2 separate regions of the Ovis aries genome follow, and region 1 is linked to region 2. The links are chromatin contacts, called in public Hi-C maps. All regions are on one chromosome and are shown on one strand. Each heading gives the region's core, a stretch centred on a gene start, on an enhancer-like site or on the middle of the called end of the contact. The rest is flanking DNA. Distances are from core to core; before and after follow the strand shown. Region 1 overlaps LOC132660030 (a long non-coding RNA gene). Region 2 holds the start of GRK4 (G protein-coupled receptor kinase 4).

Region 1 (4,622 bases), core at 758-3,257, 170 kb after region 2:
CCTAGTCTATAAAAACTAAAAACTACGCCAAAGCCTTTGACTGTGTGGATCAAAAAACTGGAAAATTCTTAAAGAGATGGGGATACCAGACCACCTGACCTGCCTCCTGAGAAATCTGTATGCAGGTCAAGGAGCAACAGTTAGAACCAGACATGGAGCGATAGACTGGTTCCAAACTGGGAAAGTAGTACATCAAGGTTGTATATTGTCACCCAGCTTATTTAACTTATATGCAGAGTACATCATTTGAAATGCCCAGATGGATGAAGTGCAAGCTGGAATCAAGATTGCTGGGAGAAATATTAATAACCTCAGATACGCAGATGACACCACCGTTATGGCAGAAAGCAAAGAGGAACTAAAGAGCCTCTTGATGAAGGTGAAAGAGGAGAGTGAAAAATTGGCTTAAAGCTCAACATTCAAAAAACTAAGGTCATGGCATCCGGTCCCATCATTTCATGACAAATAGATGGGGAAACAATGGAAACAGTGACAGACTTTACTTTCTTGGGCTTCAAAATCACTGCGGATGGTGACTGCTTCCAGGAAATTAAAAGATGCTTGCTCCTTGAAAGAAGAGCTATGAGCAACCTAGACAGCATATTAAAAAGCAGACATATTACTTTGCTGACAAAGATCGGTATGGTCAAAGCTATGGTTTTTCCAGTAGTCATGTATGAATGTGAGAGTTGGACCATAAAGAAAGCTGAGCACCAAAGAATTGATGCTTTTGAATTGTGGTGTTGGAGAAGACTCTTGAGAATCCCTTGGACAGCAAGGAGATCAAAGCAGTCCATCCTAAGGGAAATCAGTCCTGAATATTCATTGGAAGGACTGATGGTGAAGCTGAAACGCCAATACTTTGGTCACCTGATGTGAAAAGCTGACTCCCTGGAAAAGACCCTGATGCTGGGAAAGATTGAAGGGGGGATGACAAGGATGAGATGGTTGGATGGCGTCACCAACTCGATGGACATGAGTTTGAGCAGGCTCCGGGAGATGGTGATGGACAGGGAGGCCTGGCGTGCTGCAGTCACGGGGTCGCAAAGAGCTGGACACGACTGAGCGACTGAACTGAACTGATAAAAACTAACCAGGCCACGCTTCAGTCTCACTCGCCCTCAGCAAGGGCCCACACTCTGTCTGTGGAGCGTGCTTCTCTCTGAATCTGAATAAATCCACTTCTTACCCATCACTTTGTCTCTCACTGAACTCTTTCTGTGATGAGACACCAAGAACCTGAGCTTCACCAGGTCCTGACAGCACGTTCTGTGGGTGTCGTCCCTGCCACGTGGGTTCAATTCCCAATCTGAGGTGAACAGTTCCAGTTTTTCTAAGCCGTCTTCTCCCAGCCGTCTCTGTTTCCTCCCAGTCCCCCTTTTCCTGTTTGTTTGTCCTGATCTTCAGGAGCCAAGGGTCCTTCTGACGTCTGGGTCCGGCTGAACTGGCCTAGCGCTCAGGCAGGAGGGGGGGGTCCTGCACGGTGAGGTCCACACGATGACCTGGCAGGATCTCTAGATGATCAGATTCCCTCAGGAAACCCCGCGACATCCTGCCTGGAGGGCAGTTCCCAGTGTTCTGGGCTCTGAGGGTGGGTGGTTGGGACACACCTGGGTTCTCATTGTCCTGTAAATGGACACTGGCCCCCCTGCTCCTGAGGGTCCCCCAGTCCAGAGACCCCCTGTGAGCCCACCCCAGGGAGGGAGCCTGAGGTGTGGGGACACCTCCTTAGGGCCACGGCAGACTCTGGATTGGACCCCCCTTTACAACCACAGGACGGAAGTGCCCAGGAAGGGGGAGCAGGGTGACGTCCCTGCCTCTGAGATGACCTTGGAGATGAACAAGGTAGCGAGCGATGTAAGGAGGGGTTGGGGGCCGGCAGGGGTGGACTCCGTGTGCCCGGGAGCAGCCAGGAGTGGGGAGCTGCCCCGGACGTGGGGAGGGCTGTTCCGCCGCGCTCTGGGTTCTGCCCCAGGCGGCGGCCGGCCGCCGGCGGCCCTGGAAGCGCTGGCCCACACCGCCCCCTTGCGGGCACTCACGGGAGGGCGTCTCTGGAAGCAGGCCCGGGCCCAGGGTCTCGTCCGCTGTGCCGGGGCCCCTGCGTAGCTGTCGGATGCCCCTGAGCTCTGCCCTGGGGCGCCCGTGCCCACCTGGAACTAAATAGGGGTCCCACAGAATTTGCATTTTTGATCACTCAAGTCAAGAAACGAACTGTGGGCCCCTGATCAGAGACTGTTCCTCCAGGTGGGTGGCAGGTGGGCCCCGGGCGTGGCGGCGGTGCGTCCAGAGGTCGGGCGGCCCGAGGGCCCTCCTGGGGCCTGTACCCTCCGCGAGGGACTGGGTGAGGGGCGAGGTCACAGGCCGCATGTGGGCGGAGCGGCCGCCGCCAGCACCGCCGCCCCTCACCCTGCGCTTCCGCAGGGGCATCTCCGCGGGGCCCTTCTGCAAGAGACCTGGGCCCTTCTGCAGCCGGCATCTCCTCTCTTGCCTGCCTCTCAGGGGGCGCGCAGCTGCTCAGGCAGCCGTCGGGCGATCTCCGCGTCCTCCCTTCCCCTGCTTACCTGGGAACCACCCGCCGGACAAGGCGAAGGTGGCCTTGTTAGACCCCCTTTCTCTGGAGCTGACGGCGGGGGAGTGGAAGCCAGGAGCGAAACGTTTACCTCAGATTGGGATGAGAACCCAGCCACAACCAACAGAATCTGGTGTCAGCACCCAGTGAAGCTCAGGTCCCTGATGCCTCATCGCAGAAAGAATTCAGTGAGAGACAAAGTGATGGGTAAGAAGTGGATTCATTCAAGTCAGGGAGACGCACACCCCACAGACAGACTGTGGGGCATCGCAGAGGGCCAGTGAGGTCCTGAAGTGAGGCAGGGTTAGTTTTTATAGGCTGGGTAATTTCGTATGCTAGTGAGCGGCTAACAGTTTTGCCAAGAGAATGCACTGGTCATAGCAAACACCCTCTTCCAACAACACAAGAGAAGACTCTACACATGGACATCACCAGACGGTCAACACCGAAATCAGACTGATTATATTCTTTGCAGCCAAAGATGGAGAAGCTCTACATAGTCAGCAACAACAAGACCAGGAGCTGACTAGCCGGCTCAGATCATGAACTCCTTATTACCAAATTCAGACTTAAATTGAAGAAAGTAGGGAAAACCACTAGACCATTCGGGTATGACCTGAATCAAATCCCTTATGATTATACAGTGGAAGTGAGAAATAGATTCAAGGAATTAGACCTAATAGACACAGTGCCTGAAGAACCATGGACGGAGGTTCGTGACATTGTACAGGAGGCAGTGATCAGGACCATCCCCAAGAAAAAGAAATGCAAAAAAGCAAAATGGCTGTCTGAGGAGGCCTTACAAATAGCTGTGAATAGAAGAGAAGTAAAAGGGAAAAAAGGAAAGATATATCCATCTGAATGCAGACCTCCAAAGAATAGCAGGGAGAGATAAGAAAGCCTTCCTCAGTGATCAGTGCAAAGAAATAGAGGAAAACAATAGAACAGGAAAGACTAGAGATCTCTTCAAGAAAATTAGAGATACCAGGGGAACATTTCATGCAAAGATGAGCACAATAAAGGACAGAAATGGTATGGACCTAACAGAAGCAGAAGATATTAAGAAGAGGTGGCAAGAATACACAGAAATATTAACTGTACAAAAAAGATTTTCATGACCCAGATGACCACGATGGTGTGATCACTCACCTTGAGCCAGACATCCTGGAGTCCGAAGCCAAGTGGGCCTCAGGAAGCATCACTGCGAACAAAGCAGCGATGGAATTCCACCTGAGCGACTTCCAGTCCTGAAAGATGATGCTGTGACAGTGCTGCGCTCAATATGCCAGCAAATTTGGAAAACTCAGCAGTGGCCACAGGACTGGAAAGGTCAATTTTCATTCTATCCCAAAGAAATACAATGCCAAAGAATGCTCAAAATACCGCACATTTGCACTCACCTCACACGCTAGTAAAGGAACACTGAAAATTCTCCAAGCCGGGCTTCAATAGTACATGAACTGAGAACTTGCAGATGTTCAAGCAGGATTTAGAAAAGGCAGAGGAACCAGAGATCAAACTGCCAACATCCGCTGGATCATCAAAAAAGCAAGAGTTCCAGAAAAGCATCTATTTCTGCTTTATTGACTATGCCAAAGCCTCTGACTGTGTAGATCACAACTAACTGGAAAATTCTTAGAGATGGGAATACCAGACCACCTTAGCTGCCTCCTGAGAAATCTGTATGCAGGTCAAGAAGCAACAGTTAGAACCAGACATGGAACAACAGACTGGTTCCAAATTGGGAAAGGAGTACGTCAAGGCTGTATATTGTCACCCTGCTTATTTAACTTATATGCCGAGTACATCATGAGAAACCCTGGGCTGGATGAAGCACAGGCTGGAATCAAGATTGCCGGGAGAAATCTCAATAACCTCAGATATGCAGATGATACCACCCTTATGGCAGAAAGCAAAGAGGAACTAAAGAGCCTCTTGATGAAAGTGAAAGAGGAGAGTGAAAAAGCTGGCTTAAAACTCAACATTCAAAAAACGAAAATCATGGCATCCGGTCCCATCGCTACATGGCAAATAGATGGGGAAACAATGGAAA
Region 2 (4,620 bases), core at 1,740-4,239:
TGTAAAACAATTTCAGCTTCTCATTCAAAACAATTAAAGGTCATAAGTTGCTTCACAAATGCACTGCACGGGGAAAAAAATGCTGAGTTTCAAAAGAAGCAGTGAGTTTTGTATTTTACTTTACGAATAATACGATTTCATACTTCCTTAAGGTGTGCCTGGCATAGTGACACACACACAATTCTTTTCAGTGAGACACCATCTGCCGACACTCCTGAAAACGGAGAAAAGATCTGAACAAACCTGAGGCCAAAAACCGCGAGATTGATTTTACTTGAAATAAATCTAAGGAATGACTGGACTGACAACACTGCAGTTCCCAGGGCCAACATATGACTGCGGGCTCTGTCCACTCGTTTCAAAAGTTAATTTCCTAATATGGAGCCAGAGAAATTGACTGAGGGGTAACTAACCATGAACAGACAAGTGTCCAAGAAGGTACTTTCTGAGAAATACACTACAAGCTCCTAAAGCAAATAAACAGTTTACAACTTGGGTAAACAACCCTAAATCATAACCAAATGCAGCACTTAATATTCACATCTTTCTGACATTTCCGATTCAACTTCTCTAAGCATTAACCACACTGATATAATGACTCCTTTAACACACGAGTAAACACTCCCTGCTGACTTGGAGGTACACCTCGTAAGAGTTATAATACCACAAGTTAATAGTTGAGGGAATAAACTTTAAAACTTCCTTAAGCAATTATCAACGTGGTCCTAGGCTTTATGGCAGAAAACAGTGGTTTTATGTTATTTAGCATTTATAGAATACTTACATGTTCCTCCTTACCTAAGCTCTGCAGCACTGTAAGGCAGTCTGTTTGGTACAATATTCTCTATTCAAACATTATACCCAGACATAAAAGCAGAGCAGAAAGAAAACAGGTTCAGCCTCAGTCAGATCTGATTTCCACGGAGGATGATCCACTTCTATGATCAGTGCTGAGTTCAGAGTGAGGGGCGCCAGACGACAATCAATGCCCGTCTTACTCTAAGGGCTCTCCAGGGCCTGAACAGCAAAGTAGGACCCGGCTTCTTCCTACCCGTCCTCAGTTCTTCTACTCAGAGGGATTCCAGTGAGCACACAGAAGTACTGCGGTCTTGATTTTCAACTCCTAATACAGCAAACACTTTACATAATAAAAGTTCATTACGTCTGAAATCAGAATCCCTTCGTGTAACCCCTAACTTCAGTGGCTAATTCTCTGCATCACTCACTGTGACTTCGAGAAATTCCCGCATAGTGTTTCTGATGCAGTCTCCAAGGTGTGAAAAACCATGCCCATTTTAGTCAAGATCTTTCCTCTTGAAATGGGAAGGAGGTGGCTTAAAAAGAGAACTCCCCAAGTCTGATATTCCAGCTTAACTTCCCTTACACAATGTTAAGCACTACTCTAACCACAAGATGAACTGATTGATGCTTCTCAGCAGCATCACAAGTCACCAAGAATTCCACTTAGCCAACATGTGCACCAGGACTGGAACTTTGAAGCCCTGGGAGACAGAGAACAAAATACTTCTTCCAGACTGTATTAAACACACATCCTCCGGTGGGCACTTACTCTGTTGCCAGCACAAAGATGAAGCGACTGAGCCCACACCGAAGCCCTAAGAGCAAAGGGGCTGAAGAACTATGGGTGGGCTCTGCCGCCAGCCCTCCCATCTCTCCAGGAGCAGCAGAGGAGTCACCTCCACAGAGGACTATACTCCCGGGGTCAGCAAGTGGAAGGGTGGGCCCAACTGCTGCTTCTACATTGCGACCAGCATGAATTCTTCCTAATGTGTTCAATCTCTCCCTAAGCCGGGCTAAAACCCACTCTACACAAGTCTGGACACCATCAAACCTCAAATCCAAGAAGAGATGTTAACAGTCCCCCGCTCCAGTATTCTTGCCTGGGAAATCTCATGGACAGAGGAGCCTGGCGGGCTACAGTCCACCGGGTCGCAAGACAACAAAACACACGTAAGGGAAGGGCCTCCCATGGTGGTTCACGGTATTCTCTTCGGTGGTCCTTTGAAAACCACAAAGACACGGTTCTTTGCCGCCGGCTTTACTGGCTGGTCTGGCCTCCTCTCTTGGGGACAGATCACACTGATCGCCCGAGGCTGAAGCCACACTGCGTCCCGAGGTTCCGGAAGGAGGGCAGGACAGGGGAGCAAGTGCAGAACTGGAGCAGCGCGCGCGCTTCCTTCACTCGGGTCCTGAGGCGGCGCCGAAAGGCGACGGAGCAGCTTAGGCGTTAGGAGCCAGGGCTGACCACTCGCCGACCGCGCACTCCAGGGAGTGAGGCTGCGCGGAAGATCCGGGCGCCGCGGCAGTGTCGGTGTTCCCGGCAGGGCTGCGGCTGCACGGGCTCAGGACTCGGGCGGGGTCGGGGCGCCGCTGTGCACCCACCTTGGCGCGCTCTCAGCAGCATCGTGTTGGCCAAGAAGTTCTCGAGCTCCATAGATGACCGCCGTCGTCGTCGTCTTCTTCGCCGCCGCCGCCTGGCTCTCTCGGCGGGAGGAGGCGGGGGCAAGGCGGGGATCGGCCGCGGGGCGGCCCCCGGGCATCGCCCGCCCGACTCCGCGTCGGGTCGCGCCCTGGGCCGCCGCTCCTGCACCTGCTGCTGCTGCCACGGACCCGGCCACGGCCACGGCCACGGCCACCACCCTCGCCGCCGCCTCTCGGTCTGCTTTCGACGACGCCGCTGCTTCGTACGCTGAGGGCGCCCGGCCGCCTCGCCTCCGGGGCCGGGGGCTGCGGCCGCGGAGCTGGAGGGCCGGTTCCCCGCGGTCACCGCCGCCGCGCCGTGGCCCAGGCTGCCGGCCCCATCGCCCTGAGAGCGGCTCACTGGCCGGGGCACCGCCCCCGGCGGCGACGGCTACTGCCGCCGCCGCCGCCGCCGCCACCTACTCGCACAGCAGCCGGCTTCCCGCCAACGGCTCTTCGGACGAGGGAGCCAGAGCGCCCTGAGGCGGGAGCGGCGCCTCGCGGGCCACGACCGCTCCCAGAAGGCCCCGCGCGGGGCGGAGGCGGCGGGGCGCGAGCGCGGCCTGCTGGGAGTTGTAGTCGCTCGGCCTGTGGGCGAGAAGGCCGCGCGGGGGCGTGGCAGTGTTTTCCCCAACGTTCCTACTTCTCGCTGGCTCAGTTATCGCGAGATGCGGGCGGCTGTCTCAGGCTGCCAGGCCGCACGTGTCTGCTGAGGGAGCCTGAGCCGCTGCCGCCTTCTCCTGCTCGTCCGCACCCTGAGGTGCGGGGTGTGTCGCCATGGGGAAGGCCAGGACCGCCGCGCGCGGGAAGGCCTCTGCGGCCCCGGCGGGCGCGTGGGGGGGCCGGGCGAGGCCGAACCCCAACCCATTCGAGGTGAAAGTGAACCGGCAGAAGTTCCAGGTTCTGGGCAGGAAGACGCGCCACGACGTGGGCCTGCCCGGGGTGTCGCGCGCGCGGGCCCTGCAGAAGGTCAGCGGGGAGCCGGGCCCCCCGGGGGCGGGGGGGGCGTCCTCCGAGGGGTCCCTTGCCCTGCCTGCCGGCCCGGGCCAGCCGCGCGGCCCTGCTCTCCCCACCCACTGCGGCAGCGCGCGGGCCACGGTGCTGGTTCCCTTCTGTACGTAGGATGGGCCAATGGTACCTAGCTCCTGGGCGGGCGGCTGGAAGGGTGGGACGCGTGCCCTGAGAGAGTCCTCAGGACAGCCTGGCGCAGTTAGACGCCGTGTGTGTGTGCCGTGTGTCGGCTGGACTGTGTGCGTCCTCTTGCCTCTGCTTCTGCGTGTGATGGGACGACATCGCCCTGCAGAACCGCTGTCGCTCCGTGGAGCCCCAGTGCACAGGTCCAGCCCCCTCTGGCATAGCTAATCACTTCTGTGCCGCCCTGGTCGTCGTGGGGCCCTCTTACCCGCCTTCCTCGAGGCTGAGCTCTGCTGATTTAAGGATAAGGGATTACACAGTCTGCTCAGTAGATGTTTGGTGAAGGAGTGCATCAACATAGGGGTTCCCTGGTGGGCTCCGACGGTAAAATAATCCGCCTGCAATGCGGGAGACACGGGTGCGATCCCTGGGTTGGGAAGATCCTCTGGAGAAGGAAATGGCAACCCACTCCTGTACTCTTGCCTGGAAAATCCCATGGACCGAGGAGCCTGGTGGGCTACAGTCCATGGGGTCGCAAAGAGTCAGCACAACTGAGCAACTTCACTTTTGCAGCACATGACTTTGTCCTTTGCAAGGTAACTGAAATGCTAACCTTTTTTGGAAAACCTCACAGCCATCCCTTTTCTTGTGCTTACGGTCCCAGACTATTCTGTACTTTCAGATTCCATTCTGCTGGCATTCTCTATGTAGCTTCTGAGACATGCTCATTGGGTGCTTTTAACTATTTATTGTCATTCTGAGGAGGAGACATTAGTAGGTTAGTGAAAAAATTAAGGTAGGGAAATTTCCTACAGTCACACATCTGGTAAGGGCTAGGGTGTGCCCTGGGTTCAAACACCTGGGAACGCTTTACACGCCACTGAGCACTCTTGCTTAGTTTCCGTTCTGGCAGGTGAAGGGGTAAAGGTGGAGTGACCCCTGAGCCTGTCTTCATGGGCTCATAAGCTGTGCTGTCCCAGCGTGCGATCCGGCTGATCTTTGAAT

The links. A called contact is a pair of places that touch in the nucleus more often than the background predicts.
Region 1: a Hi-C map of liver shows a contact between it and region 2, with 2.3 times the contacts expected there. The contact joins the enhancer-like site here to the promoter of GRK4 in region 2. A contact is called at or near these places in 2 of 16 Hi-C or Micro-C datasets (blood and liver).

What each region holds. Positions count from the first base shown.
Region 1 is chr6:116,679,119-116,683,740 of ARS-UI_Ramb_v3.0, forward strand. It overlaps LOC132660030 (a long non-coding RNA gene), which reads left to right. Exons shown (of 2, transcript XR_009601193.1): 2 at 1-1,195. Among named protein-coding and RNA genes, the nearest start is that of SH3BP2, 13 kb to the left of the region's middle. Within about 2 kb of position 2,008, at least 6 of the 54 cell types and tissues checked have an H3K27ac peak or open chromatin away from gene starts, as enhancers often do. A contact at or near this core is called in liver, where this site is marked.
Region 2 is chr6:116,510,098-116,514,717 of ARS-UI_Ramb_v3.0, forward strand. It overlaps GRK4 (G protein-coupled receptor kinase 4), which reads right to left and starts at 2,990. Exons shown (of 15, transcript XM_060417709.1): 1 at 2,404-2,990. The coding sequence starts at 2,455. NOP14 (NOP14 nucleolar protein) reads left to right here and starts at 3,138. Exons shown (of 18, transcript XM_027971279.2): 1 at 3,138-3,450. The coding sequence starts at 3,259.